2 separate regions of the Mus musculus genome follow, and region 2 is linked to region 1. A link is a contact called in public promoter capture Hi-C data. All regions are on one chromosome and are shown on one strand. Each heading gives the region's core, a stretch centred on a gene start, on an enhancer-like site or on the middle of the called end of the contact. The rest is flanking DNA. Distances are from core to core; before and after follow the strand shown.

Region 1 (7,146 bases), core at 1,589-4,088:
TCTGTTCTTTGTAAAGGAGAGGATCTGGCCCCCAGCTGGTGCTCAGCAAATGGGAACCCTCTCCCTCCCCACCCTTCCTCGCAATCAATACCTGCTCCATTGATGGATGATGGAGACAGTGATGGATTACAGCAGATCAGGGAGTTGGCCTGTTCTTATACAGCCCTGGAAACTCAAGAGCCAGGGAGAAACATGGGTCAGGGGATGAGCTCAGAAGACTAGGCAGGGTTCCCAAGGAGCTGAGGAAGCAGAGTTGAGGAAGTTGCAGAGGGTGGAGTCAAGGGCATAGATGTGGGAGTTAGAGAATGGTGTGTGGAAAGCCATAGCATACCCCACCTCCCTCCAGTAGGGAGGCTAGACCTGGGAGCCAGAGACAGCTGTTTGCTCAGAAAAGTGTCTTAGTCACTAAAGCCTGCTGTGGGGAAAGTCCGTTCTCTGTCATGTCCTGGGAATCCGGATGGGCACAGGAAGGCCACTGAGTAACACTCAAGAGTAGCCACCTGTCCTCTCTGGACTCTCCTCTGCCTCCTACACACACACACACACACACACACACACACAAACACACACACACACACACCACACCCTAGGAAGAACTCTCTCTTGTCTCCCTCCTCTTACTATCAATGCACATGACCCTCCACGAGGTGCTGACCTTCAAAGATAGCCTCTGGGACCTCTGTAGGTGCTTCTGAAATCTAGCTTCCATCCCAACAGGAACTACAGTTCTCTTACCTTCCCCCAGCCTTGGATGGGGTAATATAGGCCATGAACTGGAAAAAATGACGAGGACCCTCTCCTGCGGAGTTCCATTCACAGAGAGAAGGGAAGCTTGGCAATCACCCACACGAGAAGGGGAGCATGGGTTCATAGGTGGCACTCAACTGGAGGATCAGATTTCCCAGAACAGACCCAATTTTAGATATCCCAAGTGCTGATAAGGGCAACCTGAATTCAAGTTCCGTTTCAGCTAAGATCAAAGCCTCAAAAGACCCCAGCAGCCACTTTCCGTTGTGTAATTTGAATTCTTGACTTGAGTCCCATCCCTGGGCCTCTGATTGAGAACTTGCAGTTTACCAGTCAGGAGAGACAATGCCATATATGGGGTGGGGGATATACGGGCTTCAGCTTATAGGGAGAAGATAGCTATATCTAGCCCTGGCACTTGCAACCATAGTGCGCACCCCCCCCCCGCCCCCAAGTCTAGAAACCTTCAGTTCTCAGTAGGTCAGGGCATGACCTATGCAGGAGCACTGCGCACTCCCAGCACCAGCAGCAGTGGGAGAGATTCAGGTCAGACCCCAGAATGCATCCCAGCTGGGCAGGAGGGTAAGGGTCGCTAGGGGTTGGGGTACAGGCTGCCAAAGGTAGCTTGGGAACTTCGAATCCTACCCACCCTCACGGTCCATAGCCCTCCCTCCAGCCCTCCCGCTCTGGCGCTCAGCAGATCAATGCTGCCTTTGCTGACAGCTGAGAATCGAGCTTGCAGCCCGCCCCCCCCTTCCAGCTAGCTGTGTCCCCCGAGATCCTCCCCGAGGAGTGAAGAAGAGTTTGCTGCGGAAGCGCTTCACCCTGGGGCAGGGCCTGCGGAGGGAGCGGGAGCGTCTGGTTTGGCCATCGCTTTAGGCTGGGGAAGAAGGAAGGAGGGCCAGCAAACCCGAATCATCACCTAGTACACGGTCAGGAGGGCGAGGGAAAAGGGGCCAGACAGCTCACAGCGGAGACGGAGGTCAGGCACCGAGAACTTTTTGCTGGAGAGGGGTGCTCCTAGAGAAAGTCCTGGTGGGGTGCTATAGGCCTTTGGGAGTGCTCTGTCCGTTCCCCTAATACTGGCCCCTAGTACGTTTATTTCTATACTTCTATCTGCCCTAAACAAGCTTTTCTGGGCTAGAGTGGGAGAAGGGGGTGGCGGGTGTGAATCCCACGGAGCGGAGATGGAGTGGGGAGATGAGGGCAGGTACGTAATCAGGGAGGGAGCGTCCCCTCTGCTCAGGGTGATCAACTGGGGTCTCCTCCTTCATCAACAAGACGGGAGGAGAGACGCATCTGGGCACAACTGTGAGCTACACCACCCCACACATCTCTCGATAGCTGTAGGGCACCGGGCCCTTCAAGTAACAACAGCAGGAGGAACGGAAGCTGCTGTCCCAACTTCACTCGGCCCTCAGCGCATTTTAAACACCCTGCACTAGAAACCGAGGGCACGACCCGACGGGCACACCTCCTCGCTTACATTACCCATCGCGCTGTACTGCCCGGTTCTGCACACTCTTCTGTACTCTCATCCATCTATCTATCCACCCACCCACCCACCCACCCATCCATCCATCCATCCACCCACTCACTCTGAACCCACGCAGACCCACGGCTGGCTAGCCAACTCTCACAAGTAGGCACTTCTCTGGACACAAACACCTCCACTCTACAATGTAAGTGTCCCTCGAGCTACCGCGGCCACAACTCCACACTCCACGCTCCACTTTCCACAACCACTCACCAGGCGTCCCAACCTCCCTCCCCAGAGCGGGCCACCAGGGCCACACCACTCGTACACGCCCGGCCTCGGGGCCCGGCGCGCTGCCCGCGCCACGCGCTCGGGGCCGGGACACACCGACTGGGCGGACCGCGCGCCCTGCTCCGCCGCGTCCGACCCGGGTCCCCCTCCCGGTGCTCTTCTCTCTCGCTCCCTCCCCGATTTGGGAAGGCGGCCGCGGGGCGGGCGGGGGAGGGGCGGGGCGGGGCGGGGGAGGGTGACATGTGAGCGGCGCGCCGGCGGCAGGTGGAAAGGCGAGCGGCATGGAGCGCGTAATAAGAGAGTTGGAGTCGGAAAGAGCCGCCCCAGTCGCCGGGGAAGCGGGCGGTCAGTACGGGCTCCCGCGGCCCCGAGGCTCCGAGCGACCGCCTCCGGACCCCGCACGGACCCGGCCTGGTCCCTAGCCCCCGCCGCCTGCGTGCGCGCCCAGGGTCGCCTCGCCGGCCCGGGGTTCGAGCCATGCGACTCTGAGCCGCCCGAGCGCGCCCCCGCCCCGCAACGCCCCGGTCCCCCGTCCGGCGCCGCCCATGGCCGAGGCCCCCCCGCGCCGCCTCGGCCTGGGCCCCCCGCCCGGGGACGCCCCCCGCGCGGAGTTGGTGGCGCTCACGGCCGTGCAGAGTGAACAGGGCGAGGCGGGCGGGGGCGGCTCTCCGCGTCGCCTCGGCCTTCTGGGCAGCCCCCTGCCGCCGGGCGCGCCCCTCCCTGGGCCGGGCTCCGGCTCGGGCTCCGCCTGCGGCGGCCAGCGCTCCTCCGCCGCGCAGAAGCGCTACCGCCGCCTGCAGAACTGGGTCTACAACGTGCTGGAGCGGCCCCGCGGGTGGGCCTTCGTCTACCACGTCTTCATGTAAGTTGGAGCCCCCGCACCCCTTGACGTGCCCCGGCTCTGACCCCGCATGAGCCAGACTCCTTGGGGACCGCCACCCCGCGCTGGCTCCACCTCTCTATCCTATTGCCCCGGGGCAGACCCTCACTCAGTTCCCCTCTTGGGCCTGTGCCCCCTTTTCGGTCTCCCAGCCTGACCTAACCCCTGATCTCCCAGCCTTGACCCCTGTTGCCCTGGCGTCTAACCTCTTCTGCCTGCTCTCCTTACTTTCATCCTGATCGCAGAGCCCCACTGCTCTGATCCGTCATTCAGCTTCTTGCTCTTCTCTGCTTTACCAAGTCCGAAGCCGCTAAAGTGGGACTCTCCTTATCTTTTGTTCACCTCACCCTCCCTGTGTCCCAGACACAGAAGACCCTAGCCCCTACATTATTTTTCTCCCCTCAGGCTCTGTAGTTATGTTGTGCTCCCACCTGGTCCCCTTGGAGATTTCTCTCTTCAGAGACAGGCTGTACCCAGATCAGGGCTGTCTAGGGTCCCTATGGCTCTGACAGGCCTGTGTGCTGTTTCCAACTTTATCCGTGTCTTCTTTAGTCTTGCTCCGCACCCTCAACTTCGAAGTACCCAAGGCAGCAGGCTGCCCTGCCTGCCCTGCCCTGTCCTGCCTTGCCCTGAAGGCTGGGCCCAGCTCTCCTGCCTTGCTGGCCAGCTGTACTAGGCCTGGCTCTGAGCATGGGGAAAAAGAAAGAAGAGAGGGGTATGTTTGGAAACAATGCCGCTGTGGGGCCCCTCCTCCTCTCAGCAGGCTCCTACAACTTTCAAAACACTGACCCCTCTTGGATGTAGAGAGTGAATTTTGGCAGCTCGGAAGGCAGTCTTGGGGGAAGGCCTGGTCGGACCAGGAACATGAGAGGCCCAGGCCATATCGGTTAAAGGGCTGGGCCTGGTGCTGAGATGCTGAGAAGTGCCTGGGAGAGACAATGAGCTGCTCTTACCACTGCCTGCTCCAGGGTCTCCAGGGCAGCCCGCTTTGTCCACCTGATAGTCACTTGACAATCTGTCCCTATGCAAGACTTGAGTTTCCCTTTGTGTGTGAGTTAGCTTGTCTGTTAATCTCTCTACCTGTCTGTCCCACAGCCTTTCTGTTGGTCTGTCTGTCTTCGTGCTTTGTGGGCCTATCCTCTTACTTATTTTGATGTCTGTGTGTCCATCTGTCTATCTCTCTGTTCACCTGCTTGGCCACCCTTCTATCTGGCTTTCCCCACCCGTGTCTTTCTGCTTGTCCTCCTTGTATGCCCTCTTACCTCTGCCCCATGAGTCCGGGGGGTGGGGGGTTGGGTACAGAATCTCAGGGGAAGAGGAAGATGGTACCAGGAAGAACAAAGAAAGGGAACTTTCTACAGACCCACTTAGAATACTTAGAGTGGCAGCTGTGGCTTTGTGCAGAGACCCCAGGCTGAGACTCTGCTGGGTGTAAGGCCAGGCTTTGGATCCCAGTGAATAATCAGGGGCAGCCCACATCTCAGTGCACCCAAAAGACCTGGACGGACGTCTGTTGGATGTAGCTGTCAGTGGAGTGATATAGTTCAATGCTGGTGGACTAGGGGCTCCAGTGTCCACTGAACATTAATACGCCAGAGCCCCTTATGTGCCTAGGGAGGCTAAGACACAGGGCACAGCTATGCTTTCCACAGGCTCTTCCCTGGAGGTGACTTTTCCAAGTCATGGCAGGGCCTAGAGAAGTCAGTTGGCTCCTAACTTAGTTCCTTGGCCCCAGGCTGGGGCCGTCAAGTAGAGATGAAAACAGCCTAACCCTGACCAACCACTACTGTAGCTTCTTTAGAGGGGCCTCCCTTCTTACCAGGAGCTAAATCGGATGACACCTTTGCCCCACATCCGCCTCTCTCCAGATGCCAGGAATGCCCTGGCTAGGGGCAGCCCTGTCCAGAACACTTGTCTCCAGGAGCTCAGGATGGAAGCGTTAATTGGAGCCCTAGGGGAAGACACATGGTGTGACAGTGTCTGGATGTTTAGGGATCTCAGGGAACTGGCTGTAGATCTTGGAGGTCAAGGAGACTGAGAAGGCCCTTCCTGTTGAGTGCTGTGGGGCACTGTGTTAGTTGAGAGCCTTTCTGAGCATTAGATCTGTAGGTCATTGGAGTGGGTAGAAATCCTGTATTTTGGGACTTCTTCATGAATGGGCTAATGGGTGGGAAAGAGATAACTGAACAGTTGTGTGGGTGAGAGGACTAGGAATGGGTGCTAGCACTGGGGGTGGGGAGGGAGCCTACACAGAAGTGTCTCTTGTTTTCTGTGACTTCCAGATATGGACTTTTCCAGCCTCTCGAAGTAGGGTCTTGCATGCTCTTGCCAAGAAGTGCTTAGGGTAGCATTTCTAGCGTAGCCCCACCCCCACTCCCTTTGAGTGGGGTGGGGTTCCCATGCTTGGGGCATCAGTTAAGAGCCTCAGTTAGGACCTGTTTCCAGAGTCCCAGGCCAAGGGTGGGGTCCCCACAGAAGAGCCTAGGAGAGAGGATTTGGGAAGGAAGATGGTTGAAATACCTCCCTCATACCAGTCAACTGGTCTCTCAGGACCCACACCTTCCAGGACTCCTACGGGTGGAGAATTGAGCCTCTCTTGCTCTCAGCTGTGCCTCTGGGAAGTGACTGGCAGAAGCCTGTTCTATCCTGTCTCCTCCTTGTAAAGAGCAGAACGAAGGGTCACTAGACCCTTCTGGGCTCTCTCTGTCTCTAGGTCCTTAGTCCTACCACTTTGCCCCTTCACCCCAGAGCCCCTGCCACTGGCATGTATACCCCTTGCCGCCGCCCCCCCCCCCCAAGGCCTTGCTCTTGGCACTTTACCAAGTCCTCATTACTGAGTCCCTAGGAGCAGACGCACTCCTTGTGGTACCCCCCTCAGACCACACCAGCACCTTTGGAGTTCTAAACATGGAAGGGACTGTGAGGGAGCACGCCCCTCCCCCATGTCCACTCTGCTTCCCTGGCCACTGCTATGTCCTCACCACTCAACCCTTGCTCCCAGCCCCCAGCAAACTTCTCTAAGTGAAGGTTTAAGGCTCTGTAAACATCCTCCCTCAGCCTTGTCCCTGGGGTCAGAAACTGTGGGAATGGGAAGAGGAGGAGGGTAGCCACACTCTCGGGGCCTGTATGCTCCTAACTTTGGAGTCCCCCCACCCCAACCTCCTACCTCAAGCTTGTGAGACAGGGCATAGCCTGGCCTAGAAGTTATCCCAGCACGGAACACCCAGACCAGACCAGGTTAGTTCTCACATTCTGACTGCCCCATCCCAACTCTGAGAAAACTAAGGCTCTGGAGACCAAAGTCATGTGACAAATTGGTAGCAGAAGCAGAGGGCCAGACCTTCAGTCCAGACTCCCTGTCCAGAACCATTCTCTCTGCTCACTCAGGCCACCTGGTGTGGCCCTTGGAGTTCAAACTGAGATTTCTGCTTTTGTGCAGGCGCACACCCTTCCCCAGCCTGGTGAGGTGGGCCCTACTATCCTCCCCAACTGACAGGTGAGGAGGGGGAAGCCCAGGGAAGGTCATGCTGTTCATAAGGAAAAGTCTCAACCCAGATCCCTCTGTCATCCACTGACCTTAGCTGGGTCAGGCCCCAGACCCTCCAGAGCATCTGTGTCCCTAGCGCCTAGCACACTTGCTGCCAGGGGGCACAGTGATAAGATTTTATAGAATTGGGTGAAAACTGTTCTGCTGTTTCTGGGACCAGTCAAGCTTGCATTGCAGAGAATAGCCCTGTTGCATGCTGCACTC
Region 2 (7,146 bases), core at 1,420-3,919, 78 kb before region 1:
CTATGCAATTTTTACATTTTTTTAAGTTTCTGTGTAGCAGAACACAGATTTAAAAAAAAAAAAAAAAGATTTAGCCAGGCGTGGTGGCGCACGCCTTTAGTCCCAGCACTTGGGAGGCAGAGGCAGGCGGATTTCTGAGTTCGAGGCCAGCCTGGTCTACAGAGTGAGTTCCAGGACAGCCAGGGCTACACAGAGAAACCCTGTCTTGAAAAACCAAAAAAAAAAAAAAATTATTTATTTATGTATATTAGTACACTGTTGCTGTCTTCAGACACACCAGAAGAGGGCATTAGATCTCATTACAGATGGTTGTGAGCCACCATGTGGTTGCTGGGAATTGAACTCAGGTCCTCTAGAAGAGCAGTCAGTGCTCTTAACCACTGAGCCATCTCTCCAAGTCCCCAATTTTTCATTTTTCAAAAAACATAATTTTCAAACAAATATTTGTAGACTTCTCAAGTTTTTCTTTGTTTACCTAAGTTTCCTTCCCGCCCCTTAACTGTTAGTTAGCAGAGGATTATCTTGATACCCCTTGAGTCTCAGTCACTGATTTCAAGTTATCTGGTTTGGAGGCAAGTGTCTTTACTGGCTAAACCATTTAGTTAATTTGCTTTTGAACTTTTCCTCACCCTGAGACAAGAGTTTCTCTCTGCCCTGTCCTGAAATTCACTATGCAGAGATTCCGACTCTTCTGGAACTCACTCTGTAGACCAGGCTGGCCTTGAACTCAGAAATCTACCTGCCTCTGTCACTGAGTGCTGGGAATAAAGACGTACCACCACTGCCACCCAGCTATTTTGAATTTCTAATCTTTCTAGTCATCTCCTGAGTCTTGGGATTAACTGCATGTTCCACCACACCAGGTTTTATGCCATGGTGGAGACTGAACCAGGGCTTCCATACCAGGCAAACTCACTACCAACTGAACTGCATCCTCAGGCCTGCCTCTCTTTCTTTCTGGAGCAGGAGGTCTTTCCCAGGGCCATAGGCATTTTAATTATTCACTTCACCCTCATCTACACCCACATCTCAGTCAAAATACAATTTCTTATTTGGGGTATCCAGTAAAAACAAAATTCTTTTTTTTTTTTTTTTTTTTTTTGGGCTTTTCGAGACAGAGTTTCGGTTTCTCTGTGTAGCCCTGGCTGTCCTGGAAATCACTTTGTAGACCAGGCTGGCCTCGAACTCAGAAATCCGCTTGCCTCTGCCTCCTGTCTTTTCTCTTTTCTTTTCTTTTCTTTTCTTTTCTTTTCTTTTCTTTTCTTTTTTCTTTTCTTTTCGTGTGTGTGTGTGTGTGTGTGTGTGTGTGTGTGTGTGTGTGCTGGGCATGGTAGTTTATGTCTGTAATCCCAGGACCCCGAGGCTAAGTAAGGAAGATTTAGCTGAGTTTAAGGTCAGTGTGGACTACATAATGAGCACCGGACAACCAGTTATAGACAGGCCTTGTGAAATACTACACTTCCCCATCCCCACCCCCACCTCCCCAAAATGGTTGGCTTCCATATTCAGCCTAAAGTGCCAAGATTAGAGGCATGTATTACCACACCAAGCCATACATATTGTGTTAATGTATTTGCATGGAATGCATTCGCCCATAGAAGGCAACATCTAGATGTCTTCAGTGGAAACTTCACCCTATTTTTTGACACAGGATTTCCCTGCGTAATTCTGGAAGTCCTGGAACTCGACAAGGCTGGCGTTGAACTCACAGACCCTCTTGCTTCCGTCTTCCCAGGTGCTGGAATTTCAGTTCTACCGCGCTGGCCCCAACCTATTTGTATAGACTGGGCCTCCCACTGAACCAGGAGCTTGCTTATTTAGCTAGGCTGGCAGGTTTCTTTTCAAGCCTTTCAGGTATGGGAGACTACTGTGCTAGTGGCTTATGGAGTGTTGGGGGGGCTAATGCAGGTCTTAATGCTTGTAGGAAGCACTTTACTGAGCCACCTCCCAACTCTTTAATTTTTTATGCCAATTTTTAAAAAAAATATTTATTATTTTATGTAAGTACACTGTAGCTGTCTTCTGACACACCAGAGGGCATCAGATGTCATTACGGATGGTTGTAAGCCACCATGTGGTTGCTGGGATTTGAACTCAGGACCTTCAGAAGAGCAGTCAGTGCTCTTAACCACTGAGCCATCTCTCCAGCCCTTTTTATGCCAATTTTAACGTTTTAAAATGTCACCTTTTTGGTTGTTTGGAAATTTTATTTCTTCACTTACTGGTGTGTGTGTGTGTGTGTGTGTGTGTGTGTGTGTGTGTGTGTGTGTGCGCGCGCGCGTCGCACATTAATGATCAGAGTTCAGCTTTCAGGACTCTGTTCTTCTGGTCCATCCTGGGTTCCAAGAATCGAATTCAGGTCGTCCGGTTTGCTGAGCCCCAGGCGGCTTTTTAAATTTTCCATGCCCGCGAAGTTCTTCTCTCCCTACCATTCATTTCCTTGAAGAACAAAACACGGAAAACTATTTCCTAAAACCCAGAAGCGAGCGCATCCTAGCTGAGAGCTTCAAGGATATAGAACGTCCTCGGAGGTCACCGAGAAACGCCTCCCGCGCCCCTGGGAAGGGGCGGGGCCCCAAAAGTCTCCGCTCTCACTATCCCGCTTGGCCAGGCAAGACAATTCTCGCGAGACTTCAGGCACCTCAGCCGCTGCGCACTACGCGTTGCTGGGAGTCGAGGCGCGGAGTGGGGGGAGGGGCAGGGGAGACGGTACAAACGGCGCGGCCGCCATCTTGTTTGCGCCCCCGCTCCGCACGCGCTCCGGTTTTTCGTGACGCACGCTTCCCCCTCCCCTCCGCCGCGCCCGGGCCTCTGCATTGCCCGACGGCGCAGCAGCGCGGGGGCGGCTGCTTTCTTCGCTGGACGCCGGAGTAGAGGCCTGTGAGTGTATGAAAGCTTGGGTGAGGAGGGGAGAGAGAGAGGGGGCGGCCGGCAGTGAGGGCGGTGCTTCCCGCCAATGGCGGAGAGCTCCCTTCCCTCTGCGGCCGCCGCTGCACTTCGGTCGGCTCTGCCGCCGCCATGTTATGTGTTCGCCGGGCCCGCCGCTGTCGTCGCGGCTGCGCTCGCGGGGTCCGTGCGCCTGGGCCCGCGGGCTTTCTCCCATTGGCGGAAGGCGACGGCGGGGGGGCTCGCTCGTGATTGGTCGGCGGCGGGGAGGCCGCGGACCTGGCACCTTATTGGTCACGCCGGCTCCGGCCTGGGGGGTGATGAAGGAATTGGCGGCTGTCGGGATGCTAGCTGCTCAGGCTCTGGCGGCAGGGCGACGGTCCCTCTAATGCCAGCGTGGCGGGGAGTCTCCGGGACGGAGCCGGAGGCCCAGAGGAGAAAGAGAGTGGTAGCCTGGCGTGTGGCCTGCAACGGGGAGGGGTCACTACTAATACCAGAGGCACGGTCAACTACAAGATGGGGTGTGCAAGCCCCTGCTTTGTAAACACGGAACAGAAGTGTCTTCGAGACCTAGGGGTGCTAGACTTGGAAATTGATCCAGCTTGGGAATGACCCTGAGTAGAAGTCTGAGTGCATGGTATGGAAGTAGTGGGAGTGAGGACCAGAAGGACAGAATCGGATTAGGGAGCCTGCTGTAAGAATTTGGGTTTTGAAACCCGGAGGATTAGTGTAGAACTCCAGACTCCATTCTGGGTTCTGAAATGGAGAGTGGGAAACAGGTAAACAGCCGGATCCCACTGGACAGGTGTATCAACTTTTAGAGGCTGAATGCCATTTTAACATTACATTAAGTAGAATCAGAAAGTCAGCTGTAGAATGTATTTGCATAATTGGGAAGTTGGGGGTTACAGGATTTGGGATCATGCTAGTTTTGAGATGTTATATATGAAATTTTCACTGGTCTAAGAAGAATATAGGATCAGAGCTTTGTGCTTGCTAGACAAACATTCTACCAACTGAGTTACCCCACTTCCCCCTTAAAATTGATCTCTCTTAACTTTCAGTTCAGAGGGCAGGTGAGACAAACTCAGGAGTAATAGACCTTGTTTCGCGTGCTTACCTGGGTGTATGAGTATATTTTACAGTCACACAGATATTGGCAGTGCCATCCTCATTCTGTGAGGGAACAAGCAAGAGTTTGTAAGTTGCTGGAGTCAGGTGTACTGTCCTTGTTGTGGGAGCAGCCGTGCAGATTAGGGTGAGAGGGTTGCTTGAGCCCAGGAATTTGAGGTCAGCCTGTAAGATGTGAGACTCTAAAAGGAAGACAAAACCACGAGGAATTTGGTTAAGTTCACAGCTAGTAAGTGACAGCCCAGATCCAGACACAGATGGGATTCTCCATCCTTACACTGCTTTTAGAGTTCCCACTTCATATCCTTCCTTCTCCTCCTCTTCTCTGTCTTCCTCTTCCCTCTTTACTCTTTCTTTACCTTTTTTCTTTTGAGGCAAGTTCTCCTGTAGTCCAGGCTACTCTTGCTTGCTCTGTATGTAGCTGGTAATGACCTTTCACTCCAGATTCTTCTAGATCCACATCCTAACTGATGAGATTTCCCAGAGAGTCCCACCACTCTGGGATCTTGGAGCTCTTAATTCTTTTTTATTTTGAAATTTTTATTACATTTTAATTTATTATGTACATGTGAGTGTGTGAGCCATAGTATTCTGGAGGTCAGAGGACAGCTTGTAGGTATGTTCATTCCCTCCTTCCATCATGTGAAATCCATGGGAGGAATTCCAGTCCTCAGGCTTTGTGGCAAGAGCTCTTACCAGGTGAGCTACCATGCCAACCTGGAGCTTATTTTATTTTCCTTTTTGAGATGGTGGTCTCACTATATAAGGCCAGGCTGGTCTGGAATTCATAGAGATCCACCTCCTTCCTCAGGAATGGTGAGATTAAAGGTGTTACCAAGACCAGCTGGAGCCCTTATTTATTATTTATTTAGGTTTTGTGTGTGTGCGAGAGAGAGGTGCGGGCAGGGGAGGGCGGTAGAGAAGGTTTCTCTGTGCAGCTCTGGCTGTCCTGGAACTCCCTCTTGTAAACCAGACTTGCCTCAAACTCAGAGATCGACCTGCCTCTGCCTCCTGAGTGCTGGGATTAAAGACCTGTGCCATCACTGCCCTGCTGGAACCCCTGTATTTAAACTCTGTATTACCTTGATGCCACAGACTGTTGTGGGAAAAGGAAAACCCTTGCATCTTCAGCTGCTTTTAGGCATGTTTTTTATGCTAAGGTTCTAAAGAGAGAACCTTGTTGAAGTCACTTAGCTTTGCAAAGCCAAGCCATGTCTATCTTCGGTCACTTGATAGAACCTCATTCTACTGGACAGCATTGCCTCACCTATGGAAGCATTGACTTAGTGGTAGAGATGACCCTTTAAAGGCAGGCTCTTGGGCTGGGGATGTAGCTTTGTTGGTAGAGTATGAACCTAGCATGTACTAAGGCCTGGGTTTGATCACTAGCATCTAATAAGCTGAACCCAGTGATGAATACTTGTAATGCCAGCATCTAGGACATAGAAAGAAGGTTCAGGAGATTGATGATAGCCTGGAATATATGAGACTCTGTCTCTAAGTTAATTAAAATGAAATAAAAACAAAGGCAGAGTCTTCCTGTGTAGCTAAAGCTAGCATCTAACTTGGGATTCTCTTGCCCCAGGCTCCTGAATATTGAGTCTACAGGGTATGTGTTGACTTTTCTTTAACCTCTTTGGTACAGTGCCCAGAGTCACATGTCAGGAAAGTGCACTACCACATGATTCCAGTGGTGACTTTAAGTAATAAGTTCAAGTGTACCTCATTCATTGGAAGGAGAATGGCAGAGGACATACTTATGGTCACAAATGACCTTGAATTTTATTCCAGCCGCAGATATTACAATTTAAGGACATTTCTTAGCTAGCAAGTTGTTCTTTTCTAGTCTCCTTATTTCAGAGGAAACTGAGTTATCTGATGTTTTACAGACTCTTTCATATACTTTAGTTTCTCATGCATGGACTGACAAGTTAGGAAGGTTAATAATGTACAGTTCATTTTAGTATTTTTCCTGCAGAGACTCAAAGTTCCCAACATCCTTTAGGTGGATCATTTACAGGAGGAAATGGATTATGCTTTGACCACAGAGTGCCTCTGGGAAGGGGCAGTAAAGCAGCTGATTTTAAAGTTGGACCTAGGAAAAAATTGTGTCTCTGTAGTTTCTGCAGTCTCTACTGTGTGTGCTGGGGTAGAGTCTTGTCTGCGCTTTCTTTTCTTTTCTTTCCTTTTCTCTTCTTTTCTTTGTAAGTCGTAATTACAAGAAATGAGTATAATAGAGAATGAGAAGATGACATTGTGGACCTTAGTAAATGAGAGAACTCCGTATTTTCTTTTTGGAACTGCATAAAATGTGCCATCCAGTTAGAGCTTCCTCAACAAGGAGGTCTTTTATAATTCTTTCCTTGTGTACAGCGGGATTCCACTTGGGAGAGCAACCACTTGATAGGAAAGAGAAATCTAAATCATTTGTGGTTTAGAGGCTGATTTTCCACAGGTCAGTGTGAGGTCAGTCTTAAACTTCTAAATGCTCAAAGTGGTTGGGAAATTTGTTTCAGAGAAGAGTTATCTCATGATACCCTCTGCTAACTCCTAGTTGCATCAAAGTAAAGATGGAGGGGGAATGAAAAGATTTTCATATTTGCCAAAAGCAATTATTAAAGTTAAACAACCAGTATTATTCTGTCCAGTAATTTTTTAAGTTTTTTTAATGTAGAAAATTTTAGTTGAAGTTGGATTTTTTTTTTTTTAAAGTAAGAGGAAAATGGCATTGTGTGGGGAAAAAATCTGCTTGCCAACAAAACCTTTTGTCAGGTTGCAAGATTTGTTGTACCATTCCCACCTTTCATCTTTCTCAGCAGTGACGTGCACTTGGACCCATTTCCAGAATGGCCTCATGCACCCAGTCTGCAGAGAACTTTGTAATGGAAAAGCTTCAGGTGTAGTTTAGAGAGGTGAACCACAGTCTAACTTTTCTACGTTTGAATGTTTCTAGAATCGGTTTAAACTAAAGGTTTACTTTTTCAATGTCTAAGGTACATAAAAGGGGCTGGAGAGATGGCTCTGCAATTAAGAGCACTGACTGCTCTTCCAGAGGTCCTGAATTTAATTCCCAGCAACTACATGGTGGCTCACAACCATCTGTAATGGGATTTGATGCACTCTTCTAGT

Evidence for each region. Capture Hi-C pulls out chosen DNA fragments and counts their contacts.
Region 2: a promoter capture Hi-C map of adipose tissue shows a contact between it and region 1. The contact joins the promoter of Nfyc here to the promoter of Kcnq4 in region 1. A contact is called at or near these places in 18 of 39 promoter capture datasets (the 3T3-L1 cell line, 3T3-L1-derived adipocytes, the C10 cell line and 13 more), 3 of 484 Hi-C or Micro-C datasets (embryonic stem cells and muscle stem cells), 4 of 115 datasets of contacts at active chromatin or transcription factors (effector CD8 T cells, embryonic stem cells and memory CD8 T cells) and 3 of 9 other capture datasets (adipose tissue, liver and pancreatic islet).

Annotation. Positions count from the first base shown.
Region 1 is chr4:120,743,091-120,750,236 of GRCm38.p6, reverse strand. Kcnq4 (potassium voltage-gated channel, subfamily Q, member 4) reads left to right here and starts at 2,838. Exons shown (of 14, transcript NM_001081142.3): 1 at 2,838-3,377. The coding sequence starts at 3,061.
Region 2 is chr4:120,821,264-120,828,409 of GRCm38.p6, reverse strand. It overlaps Nfyc (nuclear transcription factor-Y gamma), which reads left to right and starts at 2,669. Exons shown (of 10, transcript NM_008692.4): 1 at 2,669-2,880.